3 separate regions of the Sus scrofa genome follow, and all the other regions are linked to region 2. The links are chromatin contacts, called in public Hi-C maps. All regions are on one chromosome and are shown on one strand. The core of a region is the stretch at or near the end of the contact, and the rest is flanking DNA. Distances in the headings are between cores, read along the strand shown. Region 1 holds the start of ZNF784 (zinc finger protein 784). Region 2 holds the start of ZNF579 (zinc finger protein 579). Region 3 overlaps SSC5D (soluble scavenger receptor cysteine-rich domain-containing protein SSC5D).

Region 1 (4,248 bases), core at 83-2,582, 35 kb before region 2:
AGACTCTTACCTTGTGCTGAAGTGGACACCTACCGCTTCCACTGTCATTTCACTGGGCAAAGAAAACCACGTGGCCACGTCTAACTGCAAAGGAAAATACAACCCTATCATGTTCCCTAAAGAGGGAGAACCGAATTTGCGCATGATCGTCACGTTCAGTCATCCACCCTGCCCTTCCAGGAAAACAATTTAAGAGTGTTCCAGCGATCTCGCATCTCTCTGTTTTAGTGGGTTTCGCAACCCTCTACAGATGTATGCATAAATGCAGGCATGGTCAGAAGTAGCGCGATGACCTCTCCAAGGTCACACAGCCGGGCCAAGGAACGAGTAACTGGACAGCTGAGCCCTCAGCCCTGTCCTTGTAACTGCCGAAAACCCCTGCCCTTGGGCTCTTGCCTTCAAAGGCGCATTTCCCAAACTTCACACAACCTGTGGATACTTGCTAATGAATCCCAGTACCACTAGTGTGGCAGTCGGTTCAGTATATTTTTGCAAAGGGACTTAAAAGTCCTTACATTTGTAACCTTTGCCTCACTGAGTTATCTCGAACCAGGGAGTAGGTGACCACAAAAACGTGTAGTGTGAACACAACAAAGGTTGTTCAATTCTGGTGTCAAGTGACCGCCAGAGCCTACTCATGGAGATTAAAAAGAGAAATTAGGGAGTTCCCGTCGTGGCGCAGTGGTTAGCGAATCCGACTAGGAACCATGAGGTTGCAGGTTCGGTCCCTGCCCTTGCTCAGTGGGTTAACGATCCGGCGTTGCCGTGAGCTGTGGTGTAGGTTGCAGACGCGGCTCGGATCCCGCGTTGCTGTGGCTCTGGCGTAGGCCTGTGGCTACAGCTCCGATTAGACCCCTGGCCTGGGAACCTCCATATGCCGTGGGAGCGGCCCAAGAAATAGCAAAAAGACCAAAAAAAAAAAAAAAAAAAAGAAATTAGAATTAGCTCACAGGAGAGTTCCCGTCGTGGCCTGGCACAAACGAACCCGACAAAATCAGGAGGGATCCGTGGTTCCGCTCAGGGGGTTAAGGATCCAGCGTTGCTGTGGCTGTGGTGCAGGCCGGCAGGTGCAGTTGCGATTCGATTCCTAGTCTGGGAACCTCTATACGCTGCGGGTTCGCCCTAAAAAGACACGTACACAAAAGAATTAGCTCAGAGCCACCCCAGCGCCCCACGCAGGCTGTCTCTTGGGGGCACTGACAGGCAATTAGGAAGAAATTCACCACTTTCTCCCTGGGGATGGAGAGAGCCAGCTCCCGGGAAGCCCCGCCCCTCCTCCAGGCCGCCTGCGCGGGGCCCCGACGCCAGCCTAGGCCCCACCCCCTCCGGATTGACCTCTGGCATTGGGGGCGGGGCCTGGGGACAAGATGGCTGCCGCGCGCCCGGAGTCGCCGAGTCTGAGCTCAGCGGGCCCGGAGCCGCGATCCCCGGAACCTCCGGACCTGGTGCGGGCGAGGAAGGGCCCCGGCGCGGGGGCTCTAGGCGGCAGGAGGTCGCAGGGGTGGGGGTGGGGCTTAGAGCTGGGCGGGGGAGGTATTTAGGGCTATGGCCCTGGGGGCGGGGCTTCTCGTGGGGGCGGTGTGAGGTTGGAGGGGCGTGGCCGGAGGAGGAGGGTGGGCGGGCCAAGTCAGAACTGGAGAGGGATCCACCCGAGCGAGGAGTCCGAGGGATTGAGTTTGTCTAATGAGGGGGCGGAGCCTTCAGAGGGCGGGACCTCATGAATTTTAGGGTTCCGGAACCTGGGTGGAAGGTTGGGAAGGTGACCCTGGAAGAGAAGGGTGTGGGGTTATGGTTGGGTCACCCACTTCGGGGTAGGGGGATGATTCTGCAAGAGTCTAAGTGCTACCCAAGAGAGGATTTGGGGGCAGAAGTGCCTGCTCCAGCTGCCTTTGGACCCCACTCAGGCTGAGAGCGTATCTGAGGACAGTCTTTCATTCAGCAGACATTTACTGTGCTCCCACTTGGGCTAGACAGATGGAGAGGTGAAGGCGGCAAATAAACTATCCTCTTGGAGCTTGCAGCCCAGAAGAGGAGAGAGACAATAAAGAAGTCTTATTGTGTTATGTTCGATAAAGAGTGAGCTGATAGAGCGGCGCGGAGGGGAGCTAAATTTAGTCGAGAGAGAAGTCAGCTGTGTGCCGGCTTATATTTACACTGGGGCCAGAGAGATAAGCGGGAGGCAGATCGTGATGGATATGAATTAAGGCTTTGGATTTTAAGTGCAGTGGGTGTCATGGGAGGGTTGCGAATGGGAAAATGACTTCCATCTGTTCCCGTTTTCAAAAGGTCATTAAGGCTGCTTTGGGAAAATGGGTTATGAGGGAGCCAGGCAGAGGACCAGAGGCAGTCAGAGGTTCAGGACACTTGGCAAAGAATGTTTGCCTTATGAAGTTCCCCAGTGGCCCGAGGATTCCACGTTGGTGCTGTGGCAGCTTGCGTTGCTGCTGTGGCACCTTGGGTCGCTGCTGTGGCACCTTGGGTCGCTGCTGTGGCACGGGTTCAATCCCTGGCCCAGGATCATAGGCCTGCTGCGAGGGAGGCCCCCTCAAAAAAAAAAAAAAAAAAAAAAAAGGTGCAGTGAGGTAATTGGCTTTTCACTGGGATGGAGGAGAGAGATGGCTGGATCTGTGGACCATTTCAGACGGGAGGGGAAGTCTTCAAAGGCACGTAACAGAATCCCGGGCCGGGGAAGCAGCGGAGAGCTGAATCTAGAAATCGAGGGATCCAGCATGCTACAAAAGGGAGGTGTTTTAATAATCAGGTGGGGAGGCCTTGAGGCAGAGGCCACAGGCTCCTCTGTTTCTTCTCCCCCTCACCCAGGTCCTGGTGCCTGATGATGGCCGCCCGGCCACCCCCCCGAGCGACCTCGTCGAGATCCAGGTGGTGAAGGTGACCGACACCACGCTGGTACCTGAGCCCCCAGAGCCAGGTTCTCTCCACTGTGCCTTGTGCCCAGCTGTCTTCCGGCTGGTCTCCGAGCTGCTGTTCCACGAACATGGCCACTTGGCGGGAGCTGAGGGCGGCGGGCAGGGTGGGGACCCGAGCCGGTGTCACGTCTGTGGCCGCAGCTGTCCAGGGCCCGCCAGCCTCCGTGCCCACTACAGCCTGCACACGGGAGAGCGGCCCTACCGCTGCCCGCTCTGCCCCCGGGCCTTCAAGGCCCTGGCGCCTCTGCTGCGGCACCAGCACCGACACGGGGTGGAGCCGGGGACCTCGCAACGGCCTCCAGAGGCGGCGGCGGCTCGGGAACAGCGGCCCGGCCTGGCGCAGGAGAGGTCGGAGGTGGTGATGGCCGCGGCGGCGGCAGGCGCGGCGGTGGGGAAGCCTTTCGCCTGCAGGTTCTGCGCCAAGCCCTTCCGCCGCTCCTCAGACATGCGCGACCACGAGCGGGTGCACACGGGCGAGCGGCCCTACCACTGCGGCGTGTGCGGCAAGGGCTTCACCCAGTCCTCGGTGCTGAGCGGCCACGCGCGCATCCACACCGGCGAGCGGCCCTTCCGCTGCACCCTCTGTGATCGCACCTTCAACAACTCCTCCAACTTCCGCAAGCACCAGCGCACCCACTTCCACGGGCCGGGGCCTGGGCTGGGAGACTCTGGAAGCCAGCCGGCATCGGGGGCCGAGGGGCCGGGGCGTGGGTGGGGGGCAGGAAACACTCTGGAAGAGGGGCGCGGGGAGACGGCCCAAGTGAAGGTGGAGGTCGACCAGTAGTCTGGGAGAGCAGGCCCGTGGGAAGTGGGTGGCAGGCGCAGGGGAATGGGTGGGTGGGAGGGAAAAGGAGGCAGTGGTCGGAGAGAGAGGACGTGAGAGCTAAGGGAGATGGCAGTGAGCGGCCCGTGTGGGCGAGCAGGGGCAGAACCAGGTTCTGGAGGCTCACCACACAGTGCCCCTGTGGGATTCAGAGAAAGGCACCGACACAGCCCTATGGATGCCCAGCTAAATGCCAGGAACACGGGCCGGATTTCATTCCCCTGTTTGCTGCCCTGCTTGCCTGTCTCTGTGGAAGACCCAGCTTATCGCAGCAGAGCCTGGGCCCTGCAGACAGGGGACCAGGGTTGAGTGGAAGGGGCAGAACCCTGGACTATCTTGGGGCCCAGGGTGGACCAGGATGGAACCTTGCCTACCTCAATGGATTGCACTGAACCTAGGATGCCCACCCATCCTCAGGCAGAAGACACACAGCGGGATCCTATCACTTCAAAGCCAGAGGGTCATAGCCAGCCGAGAGCACCTGAGTCTCAAGGATGT
Region 2 (4,368 bases), core at 1,687-4,186:
GGGGGCAGGGGAGGGGGGAGAAGGGACTGGGAATGATGGATGAACGGATCTGGGTTTCCGTTTGCAGGGATGAAAATGTCTCGAAGTAGATAATGAGGATGGCTACACAACTTTGTGGATGTCCTTGGCGCCACTGAGATGCACACTTCAAATGGTAAAAATGTAGTGTAACCACTAAAAAAGTGCACCCACCCCTTATATGGTCTGCCAGCTTTAAAACCTGAGATAAGCCTGACTCCTGGCATAGCCCTTCCCCCCCAAGAGCTGCTTGCCCCTCCCTTTTCCAAGGTAACTCTTACCCCCAAATGTGGTGTTTATTGTTTCCATGGATGTGTTTAGACTTTTGCTCCATATGTATAAACCCTTAAAAATACAGTATTATGGACCAGGTGCTTTTTTTTTTTTTTTTCTTTTTGCCATTTCTTGGGCCGCTCCCTCGGCGTATGGTGGTTCCCAGGCTAGGGGTCTAATCGGAGCTGTAGCCACCCGCCTACGCCACGGCCACAGCAACGCGGGATCCGAGCCGCATCTGCAACCTACACCACAGCTCACAGCAACGCTGGATCTTATAACCCACTGAGCAAGGCCAGGGGTCGAACCCACAACATCATGGTTCCCAGTCGGATTCGCTAACCACTGAGCCATAACGGGAAACCCCCCCACCAGGTGCTTTTTAAAAATTATTTATTTATTTATTTTGCTTCGTAGGGCCATATCCACAGCACATGGAGGTTCCCAGGCAAGGGGGTCAAAGCCACAGCCACAGCCACGTCTCCGATCTACTCCACAGTTCGCAGCAGCACCAGATCCTTAATACACTGAGCGTGGCCAGGGATCGATCCCGCATCCTCATGGATGCCAGTCAGAGTCGTTTCCACTGAGCCACGATGGGAACGCTGACCAGGTGCCTTTCAACATCATGCTCCTGACCCGCTATCATTTCTCCCATTTCTTTGTGAAATGCAAAAACTTAGACTCCCTACTTGGAAACTCTCAGTATCTCACTTTCCTGCCCTGCGAAATGGGAGAATCGTGTTACTACTCCTTAATGTAAGGAGGAAAAAATGTTTTTGTATTTATAGAGTACAAGAGGAAGCTATCATATACTTTCATTTTATTTATTTCTATTATCCCTTGTTTGTTTTCCTTTACTTAGTTGGGTACAGAACATACTCCCAGGGCTTCAGATTCCAAAAGCACCGAGGGACAGAGTGTAGTAAGTTTCAGTCCTAAGAGGTAGACAATGTTGCCAGTTTCTTCCCTCTCCTCCCAGTTCTCCCAGACACAACCCTCGGATAAGCACAGATAGAGCAGACTTGAGGCTGTGCTCCTTCTGTTTCTCCTCCCATTCAAATTATCACTTGGAGCTTTTCCATATTTTGACACAGAGGACGTCTTCATTCTTTTTTATGGATACATGTCATTCTGCTGGGTAGATTAATCACTCAAATCCCTGACCGATGGCCAGTTAGTGAGTTTCCTGTCGTTTGCAGGGAAGCACAATACTGCAGCGATTGACTGGTACCGTCTGGGGCATGTTTATGAGTAGATCTAGCCAAAGGATAAGTTCCAGAATTGCTCACTCATTAAAACTGTTCCAGCTTTTACTCCCTGCCCAGCCATGTATGAAAACTTCTTTCCCATATTCTTCTTCTTCTTTCTCTCTCCCTTTTTTTTCTTTTTTGTCTTTTTGCCTTTTCTAGGGCTGCTTCTGCAGCATATGGAGGTTCCCAGGCTAGGGGTCTAATCGGAGCTGTAGCCGCCCGCCTACACCACAGCCACAGCAACGCGGGATCCGAGCTGCGTCTGCAACCTACACCACAGCTCACAGCCCACGACGGATCCTTAACCCACTGAGCGAGGCCAGGGATCAAACCCGCAACCTCATGGTTCCTAGTCGGATTCGTTAACCACTGCGCCACGACGGGAACTCCTCTTTCCCATATTCTGGTCAACAACGTTTAGCATGGAGTTCACGTGAATGATGAGCATTAAGCTGCAGGTATACTCCTGCAGCAGGCAAGCCTCTGCTGCTGCACATTGGGATTTGAGATATGGCCATGCGGGGACATTTCTCTCCCATTTCCATTGCTTCCCCCATTCCTCACCCTTGGCGTTCCTCCTGCAGGCTTCTGCCAAAACATCCTGTGTTCAGGAAGCTTTCAAGGAATCGCTCTTCATCTGCCTTCTCTCCTCCCCGCAATCCCACCGCATCCTGATCACTGCTTTAGAACTCACTGTCCAGAAGGGTAACTGGGTCTGTGTCTCTCTGCCTCCTTCATCAGACTGTGAGCTCCCTGAGGACAGGGTCCAAGGGCCTCTGTCTTTGCCTCGGCAGCTCCAGCACCAAGGACAGAGCTAGCCCATAGTAGGTACTCAGTAAATACTGGTGGTTTAGGATTGAGTGAATAATGTAGCAGCGTGAGGAACTGGTCTCCTAGAGTCAAGTGAGTACATGCAAGGTCTATGGCAGAGGGGGCGACGGAGGCACAGAGATGGGGACGTGCTCAGGCAGCCACGGGGAGGCTGGAGCCAGGATCTGGTCCAGATTCCCAGTACTCTCCCTGAAGCGTGCGTCACTGCCTCATTCATCTCCTTTCCTGGCCACCCTCCCTGACCCAGCACAGTGCCTGGCACAGACAGGACCTGATAAATGTGTATTTGTTGAAGGAATGAATGAATGTGTGTGTCTGTTTGGGAGGGAAGGGGGGCAGGACCCAGCCTCCCGGGCCCCCAGTCCCCTCCTCCCTCCCCGAGACGAGAGGACAGGCCGTCAGTCCCCTCCCCTCATGGGACTTTGGAGTCCAAGCTGCCCTCCTCCTCCGCCCCCTGGGTCCCCGCGTCCACCCTCTTCCGGCTTCCCAGCCAGTCTTTCCTCTCTCAGGCTCTGATGAAAGGCCGGGTTTCCGGGGGGACCACTTAGGCGGTGACACCGAGCCCAGCCTCCTCCACCCCCCACCCCGCACGGGGCCCTCCCTCCCCGCCACCACCGTCTGGGCTCGGCCAGCCGCGGGGAAGGAAGAAAGGAGCAAAGGAGGCGGAGGTAAGAATGGGGTGCCAGCCATCGGGGCGAACCCCAGGTCCTGGGGTCAGAAATCTGCGAGGCCTCGATGGTGGCCCCAATTATGCTGATCATGCCTGCGGGGAGCTGCAGGCTGGGCCCAGTGGGGAGATTGCCCCCCCCACCCCCGGGACCTAGGGCTCCAGATGCCCAGCAGCCTTCCTGGGGGGTCCAGGGCCTGGCCCTTAGCCTCCTTCTCCCTGGACATTTGGAGCAGCGGGGACCCCCAGGCCCCTCCTGTCCCTTGTCTCAAGGGCCCAGCCCCCTCCTCCAGCCCTCTCCCGGCTGGGACCCAGGAATCCCTACCCTGCACCTACCGAAGCCATGGTGCTGACTCCCAGTCATCTCCCAACCCTCCCTGCCCCCAGGCCCCAACCTCAGCCCGGGAATCCGGGCCCCCAGCCCCCTCCCCACTCCTGGCCTCTCCCAGCCCCTGGCATCTGGGCACCCACACTCCATTTCCGGGGCCTCCTGATTTTGAATCCCACCCACCTCTCCAGTCCCGGCACCAACAGCTTGTTCTCAGCCCCTCCCAAACCCTTCCAGCGGGGTCCCTGGAGAAAAAGCAGGTCCCTGACTTCGTCTGCTCCTGTCCCTTCCTGCGTCTCTCTCTGCCTTGTTCCCTCTGTTCCCGTCTCTCCCTCCCTCGGCCCTGCCCTGGTCCCTCTGATCTCTGTTTGCACCATATCTGCCCACATCTCTTTGTTTTCTCTTCATCTCTGTCTCTGCTGGGTGTCCCCCCGTCACTCTCTCCCGCTTTCTGCCTCTCACTCTGCTGTCTTTCTGTTTCTGCCAGTCTCTGCCTCTCCCCTCTGCCTTTTTCGTCCGCCACTCTCTCCCTCGGGGGCTAAGTGTCTGACCCCCTCTGCATCTCCGTCTCTCTCTGTCGCTGCTTGTGTCTCTGCACGCCCCCCACCTCTCCCTTTTCTCTTTGCAGGCATGGATCCGCAGCCTCCTCCACCAGCCCAGGGCAGCCCACCTCACCGGGGCCGGGGCCGAGGCCGTGGCCGCGGCCGTGGTAGAGGCCGGGGCCGTGGCAGGGGGGGCGCTGGAGCCCCTCGGGCACCCCTGCCCTGCCCCACCTGTGGCCGCCTCTTCCGCTTCCCTTACTACCTCTCCCGGCACAGGCTGAGCCACTCGGGCCTGCGGCCCCACGCCTGCCCCCTGTGCCCCAAGGCCTTCCGCCGGCCTGCCCACCTCTCACGCCACCTGCGTGGCCACGGGCCGCAGCCCCCGCTCCGCTGCGCCGCCTGCCCCCGCACCTTCCCCGAGCCCGCCCAGCTCAGGCGTCACCTGGCCCAGGAGCA
Region 3 (4,184 bases), core at 676-3,175, 43 kb after region 2:
CACCTTCACCGCCATGGCTGTCACCACAGTGATCGGAGCCGTCACCACCCTCCCACTCACCATCAGTCACCGTCCGGCGCATCACCACCACCTCGCACGGTGCCTGTGGCAGCCACGGATGGAACGATCTTGTGAGGCAACAGCCCCTAGTCCCTGAGAAGCAGCATTCCCATTTTGTTTTTAATTAGATACTTTGGTTTTCCTTTTTTGGATGGGGAGTGTCTTAAATCCCTTGGACCCCAGATAAGGTCACACATCTCCCCGCAGAGGCCGCTCTTCCTCCTCCAGGGTGGTAGTGATGGGTGCAGAGGTGCTGGGGGGCCAGGCCACCTCCGCCAGTCTCTTTACCACCTCACCCAGCTGCCCCAGTCCCTGGGCGGCCTCCACCAGCTGGGTCAACCCCAGGCCCAGGGCTTGGCGCTCCTGCTGGTCACGCTCCAGGGCCTGGGTCAGCCTCTGCAGCTGGCCGCTCACATCCCTCACAGCGGCCACCAGCTCGACCAGGGCAGGCGGCTCACAAGCCATGACCCTTACTGGTGGAGCTGGGGCCTCGCATGGGCCAAAGGGGCCTGGGCTCTGAACGGGAGTTGGCCCCGGGGTGAGGCGGTCGGGAGGAGGTTGATCCAAGGGGTGGGCCATATGGGGCAGGTGGAGGTCAGGGGTCACACGGGGGTCGGGGACTGAGTATGGATCCTGAGTAGATGGAGAGGTTAGTTTGGGGCTCTGGCTTCCGGGTGGTGTGAGGTTCTCAGTGGATGGTGTGCTTGGGACTGGAGAGGGCTCTGGGCTCCACGTCTGGGATCCAGAGGGGTGGGGAGCCCCTGCAAAGGTGGGCTCGACTGCTGGTGCTGGAGAGGAAGAGGGAGGTTCTGTTCCCAAGGAAGTTAGCAGGGACTGAGAAGTGATCAAAGGAGTTGTGGTGGGGTTGGGAGTCGTGGTGGTGAGGTGAGGGGTCGTGGCTGGGTAAGAGGTTGTGACTGGGTAAGGGGTCATGGTGGGCTGGGCAGTGGTGGTGGGACGAGGGGTCGTGGTGGGCTGGGCAGTGGTGGTGGGCCGAGGGGTCGTGGTGGGCTGGGCAGTGGTGGTGGGACGAGGGGTCGTGGTGGGCTGGGCAGTGGTGGTGGGACGAGGGGTCGTGGTGGGCTGGGCAGTGGTGGTGGGACGAGGGGTCGTGGTGGGCTGGGCAGTGGTGGTGGGACGAGGGGTCGTGGTGGGCTGGGCAGTGGTGGTGGGACGAGGGGTCGTAGTAAGGTAAGGGGTAAAGGTCTGCTGAGGAGTGGCAGTGGGGTGAAAGGTCGTGGTGGGGTGAAGGGTGGTAGCGGGGTGAGAGGTTGTAACAGTGGGGTGAGGGCTTGTGGGGGGGCCTGGGGAACTAGAGAGTTCTGGGACTGTGCTGGGGTATGGAGTTGTGTCCCAGCCTGGGTCTGTGTCAGATTCTGGCTGTGTCCGCTCTGAGGTAGAGGAAAGGCGAGTCACCACCGCAGGTGCAGTGGGGTCAGAGGTCAGTTCTTTGGGCATGGAGGGTGACAGCCCAGGGGTCAGTGCTGGAACCACGGTGGCAGCGTGAGTGGAGAAGTCGAGGCCAGGGGTGGTCAGGGCGCGGTGAGAGTTCATCGAGGAGGCCGGGTCTGGGCTGGGGGGCAAAGTGTCGGGAGGGTCAGAGGTCACCTCGGGGGTTGAAGCTGCTGTGGGGATGAGCTGCGGCGGGGAGTCAGAGGTCGGCAGAGGGCCTGGGGGCTCTGGCGAGGTAGAGGGAGCTGGGGAAGGGACGGGGGGCGCTGTCCTGGCCGCTGTAGGCCGCAGCAGCCGGCGCTCTGGCAATGGTTTCCTCGCAGAACCTGGAGGAAAGATGGATGGCCGAGGTCAGTCTGCCCCGCCCATCCCGGGACCCGCCCCGCCCCCTAGGTATGGGACAGCCAATGGGAAGCGACAGAGCCTCGGGACATCACGGGTCGCCAGCAGACTTCACCCGGCCCTAGTGCCCCACCTCTCAGCATCCTCTGATGTCTCCAGGCGCCACCTGGCGTCCTCTGGGGGCGGATGCAGAGATGGGCGGGCAGGGGAGAGGGGGCTGTGGAGGGGTACCCTGAGATGCTGGAGGGGGTGGAAACGGGGGCGGGGGGATGGGGTGTAGTAGGATGCACTAGAGAGCATGGGTAATGTGGGGGACGTCGAGGGGTACCTGGGATGCAGGACGGGGTCGAAGGGCAGAAATGGGACGAAGGGAGATAAAGATGGGGGGCAGGGCGTGGGAGATGCTGGAAGAAGCAGAAGCCTCAGGCGGAATCCAGGAGGGTTGGAAGGGTAATCTCAGCAATCAAGCCTAATCTTTTTGTGCTATATTTTAAACCAATCAATATTAATGCAAAAGATTGACAGTGAACAAGTCAAAATTTTAATCCAAGACAGGATCGGACCCACCTGACCGAACTCCTCCTAAAACCAGCTCTGTCAGATCCTGGGGATCCAGGTCAGATCCTGCCTTCCGTTTAAATTGCATATTTAATGCATCGTGGATTGATTTTGCATTCATTTTTACTTTTTAACCTATAGTATTAAGATTTTATCTTGGTTACTATTACGGGTTTGGAATGTCCCTAAATTTTAAGCCTGAGTTGAGTGAGAAACCTCTTCCGGGCCCTGCTTCCAGGTAGATGTGAATCTTTTTTTTTTTTTTTTTTTTTGCTATTTCTTGGGCCGCTCCCGCAGCATATGGAGGTTCCCAGGCTAGGGGTCGAATCGGAGCTGCAGCCACCGGCCTACGCCAGAGCCACAGCAACACAGGATCCGAGCCGTGCCTGCAACCTACACCACAGCTCACGACAACGCCGGATCGTTAACCCACTGAGCAAGGGCAGGGACCAAACCCGCAACCCCATGGTTCCTAGTCGGATTCGTTAACCACTGCGCCACGACAGGAACTCCGATGTGAATCTTAACCTCTTTTTACAGATGAGGGAAGCCAGGTCAAGAGGGCAAGTCACTTGCCCAAGGTCATACAGACACAGTTTGAAAGGTGCGGGGACGAGATCTGAACCCAAGTTCTTTATATCCAGAGTCTAGGCCATGAAGTGGCCCTTTCTCAGCGATGGAAATGTTCTCTGCTGTCCACTATGGTTGCCACTGGTCGCCTGTGCCTTCTGAGCACTTGAAAGGCAGCTCATTCAACAAAGGAACGGAATGTTTTCTTTTTCAAATTACTGACTCGCTTAAAGAGCCACTGGGGTTGGTAGCTACCATACAGAACGGCACAGCTCCAGAGAATCCCACTTCTCTGTAGGGTCTCTGAGGTGCAACCCCCCATCGCCTTGCTGTCTGCAGAGGTCACTGAGCAAAGGGCTAGGCTTCCAGCCAGGATGCCAGCTCCACTACTTCTTAGCTGGGTCACCGTGGGCAGGTTACCTAACTGCCTTGAAGCCCAGTTTTTTCCCATGTTTCTATAAACCATGGATGACACACAGACGTCCCATTATAATCATGAGAATTCAGGGAGAGTGTGTGTGCAGGGCACGTACCATAATGCCCAGCACATACTAAGCATTCTCATGACTATTCTCATTATGAGGCTCACTGGCTGCTATGGGGATTAACATATGCAAATATATTCAAGAGTAGTACATCCAATTTTTTTCTTTTTTTTTTTTTTACGGGGGTGTGCCTGTGGCATGCAGAAGCTTCCGGGCCAGGGATCCAACCCATGCCACAGCAGCAACCCAAGCTGCTGAGGTGACAACACCGGAGCCACAAAGCCACCTTAACCCACTGAGCCACCAGGGAACTCCACAAAATGCTTAGAATAGGGCTTGACAAATATCGTTTGTATAAATGTTAACTGTTCCTAGTTATTATTTCAAGAATCTCGCCTTCTTTAGCTAGTACCGGGGCTCGGACACCCGGAGGGGTGTTGATGTTTGATTTTTCAGACCCGCGGCGCAGAGCGCTGACCTAATCATACCCGCCCGTATACTGTCATCAATAGTCCCTGCAGTTTTCTCCCTCTTTACCCCCAGTCTCCACCCCCCTCATCCTCTCTCGTAGGTACCTCCACTCCGCTGTGACTGACACACGGCCTTCACCACAGGTGTGTGTCCTTACACAAGATGGAACACTTGGGTGTAGTTTTGTGTTTGTGCTTTTAATTTCTGCAACCAACATTCGGCTGGAAATCTCATTCTGATTTCACT

Evidence for each region. A called contact is a pair of places that touch in the nucleus more often than the background predicts.
Region 1: a contact with region 2 is called in a Hi-C map of mesenteric adipose tissue, with 1.9 times the contacts expected there. The contact joins the promoter of ZNF784 here to the promoter of ZNF579 in region 2. A contact is called at or near these places in 1 of 5 promoter capture datasets (liver), 16 of 47 Hi-C or Micro-C datasets (embryonic fibroblasts, epiblast stem cells, fetal skeletal muscle and 8 more) and 2 of 2 datasets of contacts at active chromatin or transcription factors (alveolar macrophages and skeletal muscle).
Region 3: a contact with region 2 is called in a Hi-C map of embryonic fibroblasts, with 3 times the contacts expected there. The contact joins the enhancer-like site here to the promoter of ZNF579 in region 2. A contact is called at or near these places in 20 of 47 Hi-C or Micro-C datasets (alveolar macrophages, brain, embryonic fibroblasts and 11 more) and 1 of 2 datasets of contacts at active chromatin or transcription factors (skeletal muscle).

Annotation. Positions count from the first base shown.
Region 1 is chr6:59,738,449-59,742,696 of Sscrofa11.1, reverse strand. It overlaps ZNF784 (zinc finger protein 784), which reads left to right and starts at 1,332. Exons shown (of 2, transcript XM_003356071.4): 1 at 1,332-1,445; 2 at 2,821-4,248. The coding sequence starts at 1,368. The coding sequence ends at 3,711. It overlaps ZNF581 (zinc finger protein 581), which reads right to left and starts at 1,285. Exons shown (of 5, transcript XM_021095062.1): 1 at 1,202-1,285; 2 at 11-84.
Region 2 is chr6:59,705,012-59,709,379 of Sscrofa11.1, reverse strand. It overlaps ZNF579 (zinc finger protein 579), which reads left to right and starts at 2,936. Exons shown (of 2, transcript XM_013998800.2): 1 at 2,936-3,043; 2 at 3,999-4,368. The coding sequence starts at 4,001.
Region 3 is chr6:59,661,317-59,665,500 of Sscrofa11.1, reverse strand. All of the region lies in intron 13 of SSC5D (soluble scavenger receptor cysteine-rich domain-containing protein SSC5D), which reads right to left. Among named protein-coding and RNA genes, the nearest start is that of SSC5D, 22 kb to the right of the region's middle. Within about 2 kb of position 1,925, at least 44 of the 83 cell types and tissues checked have an H3K27ac peak or open chromatin away from gene starts, as enhancers often do. A contact at or near this core is called in alveolar macrophages, brain, embryonic fibroblasts and 4 more, where this site is marked.